Linked DNA regions of Mus musculus: all the other regions are linked to region 2. The links are chromatin contacts, called in public Hi-C maps. All regions are on one chromosome and are shown on one strand. Each heading gives the region's core, a stretch centred on a gene start, on an enhancer-like site or on the middle of the called end of the contact. The rest is flanking DNA. Distances are from core to core; before and after follow the strand shown. Region 1 overlaps Egflam (EGF-like, fibronectin type III and laminin G domains). Region 2 holds the start of Egflam (EGF-like, fibronectin type III and laminin G domains). Region 3 overlaps Egflam (EGF-like, fibronectin type III and laminin G domains).

Evidence for each region. A called contact is a pair of places that touch in the nucleus more often than the background predicts.
Region 1: a contact with region 2 is called in a Hi-C map of uterus. The contact joins the enhancer-like site here to the promoter of Egflam in region 2. A contact is called at or near these places in 1 of 39 promoter capture datasets (frontonasal cranial neural crest), 6 of 484 Hi-C or Micro-C datasets (embryonic stem cells, rod photoreceptor and uterus), 1 of 115 datasets of contacts at active chromatin or transcription factors (neural progenitor cells) and 1 of 9 other capture datasets (adipose tissue).
Region 3: a Hi-C map of rod photoreceptor shows a contact between it and region 2, with 1.8 times the contacts expected there. The contact joins the enhancer-like site here to the promoter of Egflam in region 2. A contact is called at or near these places in 1 of 15 datasets of contacts at CTCF or cohesin (the NIH/3T3 cell line), 3 of 484 Hi-C or Micro-C datasets (rod photoreceptor and uterus), 1 of 115 datasets of contacts at active chromatin or transcription factors (embryonic stem cells) and 2 of 9 other capture datasets (adipose tissue and embryonic stem cells).

What each region holds. Positions count from the first base shown.
Region 1 is chr15:7,307,053-7,310,780 of GRCm38.p6, forward strand. The region is part of intron 3 of Egflam (EGF-like, fibronectin type III and laminin G domains); the gene reads right to left. Among named protein-coding and RNA genes, the nearest start is that of Egflam, 89 kb to the right of the region's middle. Within about 2 kb of position 1,964, at least 4 of the 459 cell types and tissues checked have an H3K27ac peak or open chromatin away from gene starts, as enhancers often do. A contact at or near this core is called in uterus, where this site is marked.
Region 2 is chr15:7,397,118-7,400,681 of GRCm38.p6, forward strand. It overlaps Egflam (EGF-like, fibronectin type III and laminin G domains), which reads right to left and starts at 1,273. Exons shown (of 22, transcript NM_178748.6): 1 at 871-1,273. The coding sequence starts at 967.
Region 3 is chr15:7,332,543-7,336,036 of GRCm38.p6, forward strand. The region is part of intron 1 of Egflam (EGF-like, fibronectin type III and laminin G domains); the gene reads right to left. Among named protein-coding and RNA genes, the nearest start is that of Egflam, 64 kb to the right of the region's middle. Within about 2 kb of position 1,314, at least 1 of the 459 cell types and tissues checked has an H3K27ac peak or open chromatin away from gene starts, as enhancers often do. A contact at or near this core is called in rod photoreceptor, where this site is marked.

The DNA.
Region 1 (3,728 bases), core at 714-3,213, 89 kb before region 2:
CACACAGATGCAGACACACAGGCACACACATACAGAGAGAGAGCAACAGACAGACAGATACACACAGAGAGACAGACACACAGAGAGATACAGATACAAAAAGAGACACAGACACCAGAAACAGACAGACAGACAGACTCTCTCTCTCTCTCTCTCTCTCTCTCTCTCTCTCTCTCACACACACACACACACACACACAGTCCAAAAATATGAACAATCAACTTGTATTACAAACTGTTAGTGTGACTATTTCTCAAACAAGGCTGTAAACTATTGAACTGTTTGAGAGCTGGGATCACATCTTAATTTTATTCCAGGACATCTTTAGATGTTCACTGTCACTGCAGAAAATTATGAGGTTAAAAATGCTTCAAAAGTTTCAACTAATAATTATGAAAACTCAAGAAATCAATTGTTAACTCCTGACCACACATACCTAATAACATTAATACCTGACCACACATACCTAATTACTCCTTTTCCTACTAGGAAAGTTAAACGGAACACTGCTGTTCTCCTCTCACTTTCTAAGCCAGAGATTCTTGATACTTATGTATCCATTCTCTCCCAGCACCCAACTGGTTACCAGTGTAGCTGACGACACCTTCTTCATTGGAATCTACCTATGTCATTTTATCCCAATAGCCATTTAAGTCTAAGCCCTTATAATGATGATGCTGGGATGATTTCGTCTACAAGTACTGACTGTGCTCTAGTCTGGACCCTATGCCGCGATGCTAACTCTTATCTTCCTAACTCTCAAAATGGACCTTACACTTTACACTTAAAGCTTCCCTTAGAACAGCATACATGTGTCCCTCTTCTAACATCACCATGCCACCACCCCTCCTGGCATTCTATATTCCAGTCATAACTAAGAACTTGGCAGAGATCACACTTATGCCGTTCAATTCCTTGCCTCTGGGCCTTTGAACCTGCGGCTTCTCTCCATGAAATGCCCTTCTCCATTCTTCTGCCTGGCTCACCCTGCCCATCCTTCATGACTCAACTGAGACATTACCTCATTTCTCTACCCCGTCCCCCAGTCTGGTTAGATGCCCCTCCTCTATGTTTCTTTGTTGTCCTTGGTGGGCCTCAATATCCACACTACTCACCTTTTCTTGTAATTGCCTGTTCACCTTCTCCCTACCCAGTTGAGGGCAGGATGGGACTTCCTACTCCCCTGGCATCGCAGAGCTTAGGAGAGTATTGACAGACATACTGCCAGTGCGCATGTGGGACTTTTGATGAATGAATAAGTAAACTGAAGGAAAATGAAAGAAAGGAACCAAGAACCAAGATGTCCTCAAGCAGATTACCTCATTACGAAAAGAGCTCAACTACTGACCCCGCCATCTTGATCAATAGTACCTTCTAGAGCTTGATTGCATTCCCATTTAAGTTCATGTTCATCATCTAATAGAGGCCTAAATCCTCAGTCCAACAGCGTTAGAGGTTGAGCTAATCCCTAGGTGATTAGGTCATGAGGAGAGAGCCCTCGGGAATAGACTAATGTTAGTTAATAGGGGAGTAGGCTAGTTAGTTATTGGAATAACTGGCTCTTGACTGTTGAAGCAGGAGGCTCAGAAATGCAAGGTCATCCTGGCTACATGGGGAGGGTTTTTGAGTCCAGCCTGGGCTACAGATATTGTGTCTCAAAAGTAAACTAATAAGTGAAAGAAAGAAAAAAAAGGAAGAAGGGAAGGAAGAAAAGAATAAGCATTAAAAACCTAAATAGAAGTGAGTTGCCCGCCCCCCCCCCCATTCTCTCTTGTTCTCCAACTCTTTCGCCTTCCACGATGGGATGACTTAGCAGGGGGTCCTCACCAGATGCTGAACAGATGTGACTCTTATGCCCTTGGACATTCAGCTTTCAGAAACATGAGCCAAATACATTTCTCCTCCTTATAAATTACCCATGATGTTCTGTTGTAGCAGCACAAAACAAGCTAAGACAGCACCGGGCTTCAGGCTTTGTAGTCAGCAATTCCACAGACAGAACAGTGTCTCTTGCCAGCCACTGTGTAAGTCCTCAGACCTGCCTCCTTCCTCCATGTCTACCTCAGAGTTCCGTGGCTCTTTGTCGGGACCACTGAGCTCTGTCTGTCTGTCTGTCTGTCTCCTACTCACTCCTTCACAGGAGATCTCTGCTGAACATCAAGTCTGTGTCCATAGTGCCTCCTTCTGCTCTGCTTTCTGGAATCGTAACTTTATCTTTTATCCCAAGGTTGAGGTCAAGTTGAGAGGTCTAGAGTCTAGAGGGAGAGGTGGGTCCAAAACCTCAGGTTTTCTCTTCTCTCAACTGACACTGCAGGCCTGTTCCACAGAGCAGAAATACTTTCAAACTAAATGAACGTTTCACTGGCTTTTGCTGTAGGGTCCTTTTCTCCTGGGAAGTCATCATAGAAAAAGTAAAAGAAATAATAATTTTGAAGTCAGAATAAAGGTAATATTGATAGGATAGGGTGGGCTATAAGTGCACATCTACATATATAGTAATATTGTATATGTATATGTAATGTGTATGTGTATGTGTATGTGTATATGTATATGAATATGTAATGTGTATGTGTATGTGTATGTGTATGTGTATGTGTATATGTATATATATATGTAAATGTAATGTATATATGTATGTGTATGTATATGTATACGTGTATATGTATATGTAATATGCATGTGTATATGTAATGTATGTGTATGTGTATATGTATATGAAGGTGGAGGGAAATGATATGCTTTCATAGATTAGTGTTGATTTATCCAATAGCAGATAACAAATTGAGCTAACATTAATTACCACCTTGGCTGGTTGGTTTGTCCTACAGCCTTGCCTTATGCACATAACTTTATTCAATTTGGTGTACTCACAACATATACTTAGGAAGGGGTGACTTAGGATCCAAACCCTGCGCAACACATTTCTGAAACCTTAGTTCTAAATTAATCATATCTACACTGAAAACGTTTATGACGTTTACATCAATAATAAATAATGAAGGGTAGATTATTATTTGATACAGTCTACAGCAAAAGCCTGTAGAACATTACTATGATATGAATGTTTACAGATCAGAACTGTGGGCATATCAAGTATAAAAATGAAGAAAAATTGTATCTGTAGAAGTGGCATATACACATTAGCAAGCAATCAAACTGCTCGTTAGACATGAAAGATTTGTGCTACCCTCAGATGGGGAGATATGGAGGCCAACTGCATCCAGCACATCAATTCTCATGCTGGTGCTGGCCAGGTGGCCCACCTGTGAGAGATTCATGGCACTGAGAAGATGGGGCCATGAAGAAAGTACTGGATTCAGTGATTTGCTTTCATTTCCTCCACTGACATTTTCTCCCCCCAAATAGAATTTCTCAGAATATTGTGACTTGTGAAAATCTTCGGAATGATTAGTGAAATACCAGACAATTCAACAAATCTTTATATGTCTGTCCTTGAATCTCTTGTTAAGTGCTACTTCAGCCTTCCCGGAAACTGGAGGAAATGCCCAATATGTTCTTTGCTAAATAAAAAGGTTTTTCTGTGTGCTGGTGCTTTGTCAAAGTCTGAAAGTAAGCCAAGATGTTCCTCTCTCTCATGCTTCATTTCTGTTGGGGATGCTTTGTTGGGGAAGCCGGACTGAATTCAGGACCCTTCTCTAACTCCCCCGCCACCTCTTTATTTTATTTGGTTTTTGGAAAGGTTGGGTGCTGCTGGAGAAATCTGATTT
Region 2 (3,564 bases), core at 23-2,522:
CCCATAAGACAACCCCACTTGTAAAGTAAGCTAAGAAAAAGCAGATTTTTTTTTCACAATTCTAAATATGGTCCGGGCCAACAAAGAATAAAAATCGTTACCCAGAAGCAACGCTAGGAACTTTATTATTTAAACTGTTCCACTTTCCCTCATGACACAGCCAAATCAATGTTGATAAAAACATACTTTTTACCTAGAAGAAATGTGAGTTTTTGTGGTGTTGCCTTCTCTCTGATCCTTTGTACTAGCTAGCCTACAGTGCATATATATCTTTGTTTGGACAGCAGTGCTAAGACAGGAGTTCTAAAAGAGATCAGGTTAACCCACTGTGGGCTGCTTTCTGCACAAACAGCCCGGGGCTGCAAGAGAATCCCAACAACAGAGAAAGTGCAGGTCCGTACCCAGTGCTTAGACAGGACCAGAGCCAGGAAAGGGGGCTCCCAGCAAACCTTCAGACACTCAACAGGAAATGGCTGGGCTCTAGGCAGTATGAGTCCAATAAGATGTTCAAAGAAGCAGGAGGAGCTGTTGAAAGTCCTCTGCGCTCTCTCAGTCCTGTGTAACCGAGACAGAGCTATAGCTGCCCGCCCACCCCCCCAACCCCCAACTTTTCGCAGTCCGTGGTTCCACACAGAACCCACCACCTCCTAGCTCTGGAAAACAAATCGTTTCTTTTAACAAACAATATCCTTGGGACTGCCTGGGCTGGGGGAGGGCGAGGCTCGTGCCTCGGCTGAGCTCTGCGCAGAGGCTAGGCAGGCTGAGCCCACGCTGGTGAGCAGAGAGCGGCTGCCTGCTCTGCGAACCCCACCAAAGGCCGGGACCGGGGTGCTCCGGGCACCCCGGCTCCGGGCGCACTGAGTGCTTTACCTGATTTTCGCAGAGCCGTTCGGAGTGACACAGCGCCGGGTGGGAGGCTGCAGGCCAGGAGCAAGAAATGGAGCGAGAAGGTTGAGATTAAATCCATCTCACCAACGGCGTCTGCAAAGTTTCCCCAAGTCCCGGGCGCGCAGGGAAAGGGCGTCTCCTGGGGGACGCGGGGAACGCCAGTGACGCGAGGATGAGAAGGTGGGAGACCCAGGGAGCTGAACCAGGAGCCACTCGGGAGTCCGAGGAGGCAAGGCAGCAGTTGGGAAGCTGGCGTGCTTGAGCGGAGCGGGCTCGCAGCGGCAAGGCTTTTCGGGGCTGGGGAGTGGACGCTGAGAGCCGAGGGGAGGGACGCACTGGCCGCCGGAGGGAGGGCGGCTCGACCCGCAGGAGATGGAATTACAATCTAGTGGAAGAACGAGGGGCAGGGTCTGAATCAATTCACTCCGCGCCCACCTCCGGCGCCGACAGCCCCCAGCTCAGCCCTTCCCCGCGGGTGACCTAGATTGGGGGCCGGGGTGGGACCGACTTCGACACTCGCCCGGTGTTCCTTGACTCAGACTGCGGGCCCAGGGTCCTCGGCTGGATCCTAACCCTTAACTTTTGGTTTGGTGCTTCGGTTTCGCTGGCTGGACCTTTCTTCCCCCATACCCCTCTAGGTGGCTTGCTCCCAGTTTAAACCACTTTTCCTAATACCTCAAAGGTTTCTCTACTCTGTAGAGCACTCTTGGAAGAAGCGCAAGGGAGGGGCTGTAATTTTCAAGCAGGGAGGAGGAGGGCGGGGCTGGCCAAGTCTTGGGTGCTAAGAAGATAAATGGGATTTAAGGCGCACAGATGGAGAGCTGAGGCTAGGCCACTCAGAGGCAAAGGCCAAATGAAGATTAGGGACTGGTGCCTGGGGGCCAGGTCCCCTTCTGGTGGTGGGTGGCAACTTTAGACACCCCCCCTCCCCCGAAAAAGAGAAAAAAGTCCAGGTTATTGTGGCAAAGTCTAACTTCTTTGGGGCTGAGAAGGTCCTCTATAAAGGGAGCGCTTGCGGCCAGGCCGGGACTGGGGAGTAGGGGCAATGCGGGAGCCAGCATTTAGCTCCCTAGCTGAGGAAAGACCCCCTCCCTTCCCAAGAGATCTGTGCAGCTGGCTGGAGTTTACAGTACTGCCCCAAAGGGTGTGAGCTCCCGAGCAAACTGGCTTTCTGACCCCAAGCCTTCGTGAAAACAGATACAATAAATAATCTAAAAGGAAAACGAGCCCTCGCCAGAATCCTGGAAAAGATCAAAGGCCCTAGGAAGTGCCCCGCAGATAGAAACTGTGGTCACTGGCAAACGTCTGAGGGTGATCGCCACGCCCCACCTGGCAGAGCAGCTTCCTGGCCCCTTGTTAATCTTCCATTAGGAGAGCTGAGTGTTGTCCTGTGATTTCTACCCTGGATCTTTCCCCTACCCCCACCCCCACCCATGAACCTAGTCCTGTTAGCAAGGTTGGAATATAGTTCCTTACACGTTGGTATTTTCAGGTGTGTAATTGTTCCATAAATAAATTCAAAGTCCTCTACAACTTGAGTAGCTGAAGTCTGAGTCCAGGGCCACTGGAGTTTCTTAAACCAAACTAGTGCAGGAACGTCCAGACGGCACTACATTTATGAGGTGAAAACACGTAGGGAAACCAGGCAAGGTGACTCTGCAGAGATATGCTCTGTTACACTACATTAGACCCATAGGATCACTGAGGCCACTAAAGGTCATCCTTGCTGCCCCCATGACACACAGGAATCTACTTTGAGTTGCCTTGGCACGGCATGCCACCCCCGTTCTGGATCAGACAGCTCCTATAAATACTGACTTTTGACACTGAAGGTCTTGGCGTGTACTGAAGGAAGCCAGTGCCCTAATGCAGAATCGTCCCTCATTGTTTTTCACTTTCTCACTTAAAAATGTCTCCCTGTCATGGCATTGGGTCAGAGGCTGAGCCAGTCATTGGTTAGAGCCCCACCCCTGATACTATATTCTACCATACAGGTGCCTAGCATAACTAGTGCTCTCTGGTGCACCAATTTCAGTAAATAGTAACCATGAGTGTAAGACTAACATCGGTATGATGTCTCCTGGGTACAGGACCCTCTCTAAGGTGCCTTTAATTCCCATAGCAACCACACCAAGAAGGTACATTGTTAGCATTATCCCCATTTCACAGCCAAGGAGACTGAATCAGGGGAAGGCTGCATAACCCACCCAAACTCATGCACCCCCCCTCCCCCACAAAGTGCAGAACTAACAAGAAATTCAGACCTTCTACTTCCAGAGCGGAGAGTTCCAGAGCTCCAAGGGATACGTTGGAGAGCAACTCCAACTGGAGACTGGGGAGTTTCACCTCAGGCTCTGCTTGGACATGTATTCCCCAAATGAATGGATGGCAGCCATAACAAAATTTTCATGGGAGGGTGGTAGTGGTTTGCAATTTATTTTGTTTTACTTTTCTAGGCAGAGCTTCACTACTGGAAGTCACTGCCTAGGCCACTGTGCTCTGGAAATTAAAATCTTCCTTCTTTAGCCTTCCCAAGAGCTGGAATAATGACAGTTTGTGCCACCGGGTCTAGCTCTATTTTTAATTTTATATTAGCTAATGAACAGCACCATGGAATTCCATCATCCCTCCATACGCCGCCACCCAGTGTTGTGTCTTTTTAAGACCTGTTTGCTA
Region 3 (3,494 bases), core at 64-2,563, 65 kb before region 2:
CTCACTTGTCTAAGAAAGCAAGCAAGAAGGTTGCACAACTCCACCACAACTAGTATCACCATACACATGGGTACACACACACACACACACACACACACACACACACACACACACGCACACGGGCACACAAGCACATATGTACACAGAAGCACACACACATTCCACAGGCATCATAAATGCCTGTAAGTCCCACTCCTGTCCTTCCCTGAAGTCCTAAACCTATTTACCAATGGCATCTGGCAAGAATGGAGTAGAGAAGCTTTACTGGCAGGCAAGTTCAACCTATGGCCAGGGGGCCAAGCACATCCCCAGAATAATTAGGAATGCATCCCAACACAAAATTCCAAATGTACTTAAATTTCTTAGATATTTTTTCCTCAGTGTCTCACACCAAGTGCCCAATACTCCAGGATAGAAGGCTAGAGCCAGCATCTTTTCCTGTTATAGCTCTCCCTCCTCCCATGTACCACATAGCCAGGACATCACAGCATATTACAGCTCTCCCTCCTCCTATGTAACACATAGCCAGGACATCATGGCACACTGTCAAGTGCTCCTCTCTTTTCTGTTCCAGATGGGATCTCTCTGCCACTCCTAATACTCATAGGATGTAAGCCCCACAAGGTCAGCAACATTTGTGACCTCTCTGATGTCCCTTAATGCCACATGCTTATAACAGCTGGCACAAAATAGACACCGTAGGCTAAGTAAGCAACAGAGTAAACTCATGTTCTCTTTGCAACTGTGTCTGGGACCTTAACTGGCCTTCTTCCCATATGCACTCGCATCCCTGAGCTAACCATGAACATGAATCTGCTCTTCTAGCTGCTATGGTATCATACCCCACTGCAGACAAACATGGAGTCTCTCGCTACCCCAGGAAATGCTATCACACTTGAGCCTAAAGGCCTTTTGCTCTATGCTAGCAACTTACTGAGTCTGGACTATGGTTCAGATCCTTCTCAGTACAAAGCATTCAGCTGTATTAGTAACCTGTCTCCTCATGTCCCTCTCCCTGTTCCTCACCTGCTCCCTGCTCCCCTCTCCTTCCTTCTCCCTCTCCTCCTCTCCCTCCCTCTCTCTTTCTCTGCCTTCCTCCTTCTCTCTTTTGTGTGCAGCTTGTAAGGGTTGGTTCTTCCTTTCTACCATTTCAGTTCTGGGACTTGAACTCTTAACAAGGCCTGACCTTTCCTAAGAAGGCATTGAGAAGCACAGGGAAAACCCAAAGTGACACGTACCATCCTATGTCCCCAAAGCTACAGGCATGGAAGAATCCCTCGGAAAGACAAAGGATTATGTCCATGACCTATGAACAGCCTTCATCCTCTGATGACCTCAGAGAAGTGGCCTACATCTCATAAAAGCTGCCTTCTCTGGCTTGCTACTAGACGAAGCGTCTTTGAGGCTATTGTGCCCACAGGCAGGGTCTCTGCAGGCAGAATAAGGCCACTAGAATGCCAGAAGTCACTACTGCAGGCCAGTCTAAGGTGAAGGCTTTCTGAAGGAGCCAAGAGAAACAGTTTGTTTGCATAGCCCCAACATATCTCACCAGAAATGTGTACACACTGATGTCATCATGATTTTTCATTTCCATGAAAATTTCTGATAGCTTTCCCTCTACAAATGGGAGATTGTCATAGTTCACGAAAGCAATCATAACAAAATATCATAAAGTAGGTAAGTTAGAAACAACAGAAACGTGTTTCTCATGGTTATGCGTGGTGTCTGGGAAGGTTGTGTTTTGATTCAGGCCCCACCTCTTCTTACGTGGCAGAAAGGAGATTGCTTATTTTCCATCCCCACTAGGAACACTAACGCCAGCTGTAAGCCTTCTACCCTCATGGCCCGATGGCCTTCCAAGTGGCCTGCCTTCGAATGTTATCACTTGAGGATTCTCTGTCAACATATAAACTTGGGGAAGTCAAGGGCTCATTCTACAATAGAACTAAAGCCATCATCAGGGCTGAGCCAGGCTGAGCTTTGTGTCAGATATGGTGAGATGAAAGGAGATGAGAGTATGCCATTTCTGACAAACCTAAATTAAGTGTCACCGTGAAAAGAATAACCCATTTAAAAAGCATCAATGTTCTGCAACACAAAAGCTTACCTAGCATCTGCCACTGACTGGATAGATAGCACTAAAGAGCTATGACATCAAAAGGCACAGCGGGATCCAGGATTGGATCCTGAGTGGAAAAAAAGGTACTGGGAAAAGTGAGTAAAATCTGAATAATAACTTACTGTAGTTAATAGTACCGTATCAACATTAATTTCTTAGATAACTGATCACCATGGTAACGTAAGACATTTACATCAGAAGATGCTGAATGAAGGCTCCACGGAAACACTACTGTACAAGTCTGAAATTTATCTGAAACACACACGTGGAGAAATCAGAAATTGCTCAAAATTAAAATGAGCAAAGAGAAAAAAAATGCCATTTTTCTCTGCCCTCCCTCACAACCCCAGCAGGGAACCCCGGTTGCCCAGGCAGAAGCCTTCTCACCACACAAGCCTGGCTACCTGGAACAGACTGTCCAAGCCAGGGAAATGAACACCACAAAGCCATCAGCACGAAGGATAGATGGGACACCTGAGGCACCGCCCCCAGGGGAGGAGCTATGAGTCATTGATAGCCAGGGGTGCGGGGAATTACATTTCCTTGGGCATATGCCTTCTGGTGGGTTTCTCATGACCCAGTGAATGACTCCACGGGCACACACAGGTGGACAGAAGTAATTAGACTCAGTGTGCTCGAAAATTAAATAAAAGCTAAAGAAGGAGGTCATGAAGATATGATGGGTAGTCCTGGCAGGAGCTGGAGCTGGTGAAGACACACTATATACATGATTTCAAAAGATTAGTTTTAAAAAAATTCATAAGAACACAAGACTGATCCTTTCTCCAAGTGCCACTTACAGCAGCAGAACGCTACACCAATTCTTTGGCCCAAGAAACATCCCTTACTTTTTCTATTTAGAATCAATCCCCCTTCACACACACACCCTTTTCTTCTACAGCCAACACTGGCTCCTGGCAACCTATGCAGCACTGGAGGAAGGCGGGGCAGCCCACACCTAACTTAGAGAGCATCTATCTCCTTGCTCAGACAGAAATCCAAGTTTTTTGTTTTGGAATCTTTTTTGTTTTGTTTTGGTGGTGTTTTGAGACAGAGTCTCACTATGTAGCTAGCCTTGGCTGACCTGGAAAGCACTATATAGACAAGGCTGGCCCCAAGCTCAGAGAGATCCACCTGCCAATGCTGAGGGCTGGTATTGAAGGTGTGCACCGTCATACTCAGCCCCAAATCCAACCTCTGAGTTTTACCTAAAACAGCAAGGAACATCTTGCTCAGCCCCCACTTGTAGCTTTTTCCAGAAAGTCACTGACTTCAAAGAACCTGGAGCTCGAGCATTAGTAAACATAGTGTGGTTTTTCATATATATCTATACCTATACCTATACCTACACCTACACCTACACCTACACCTACCT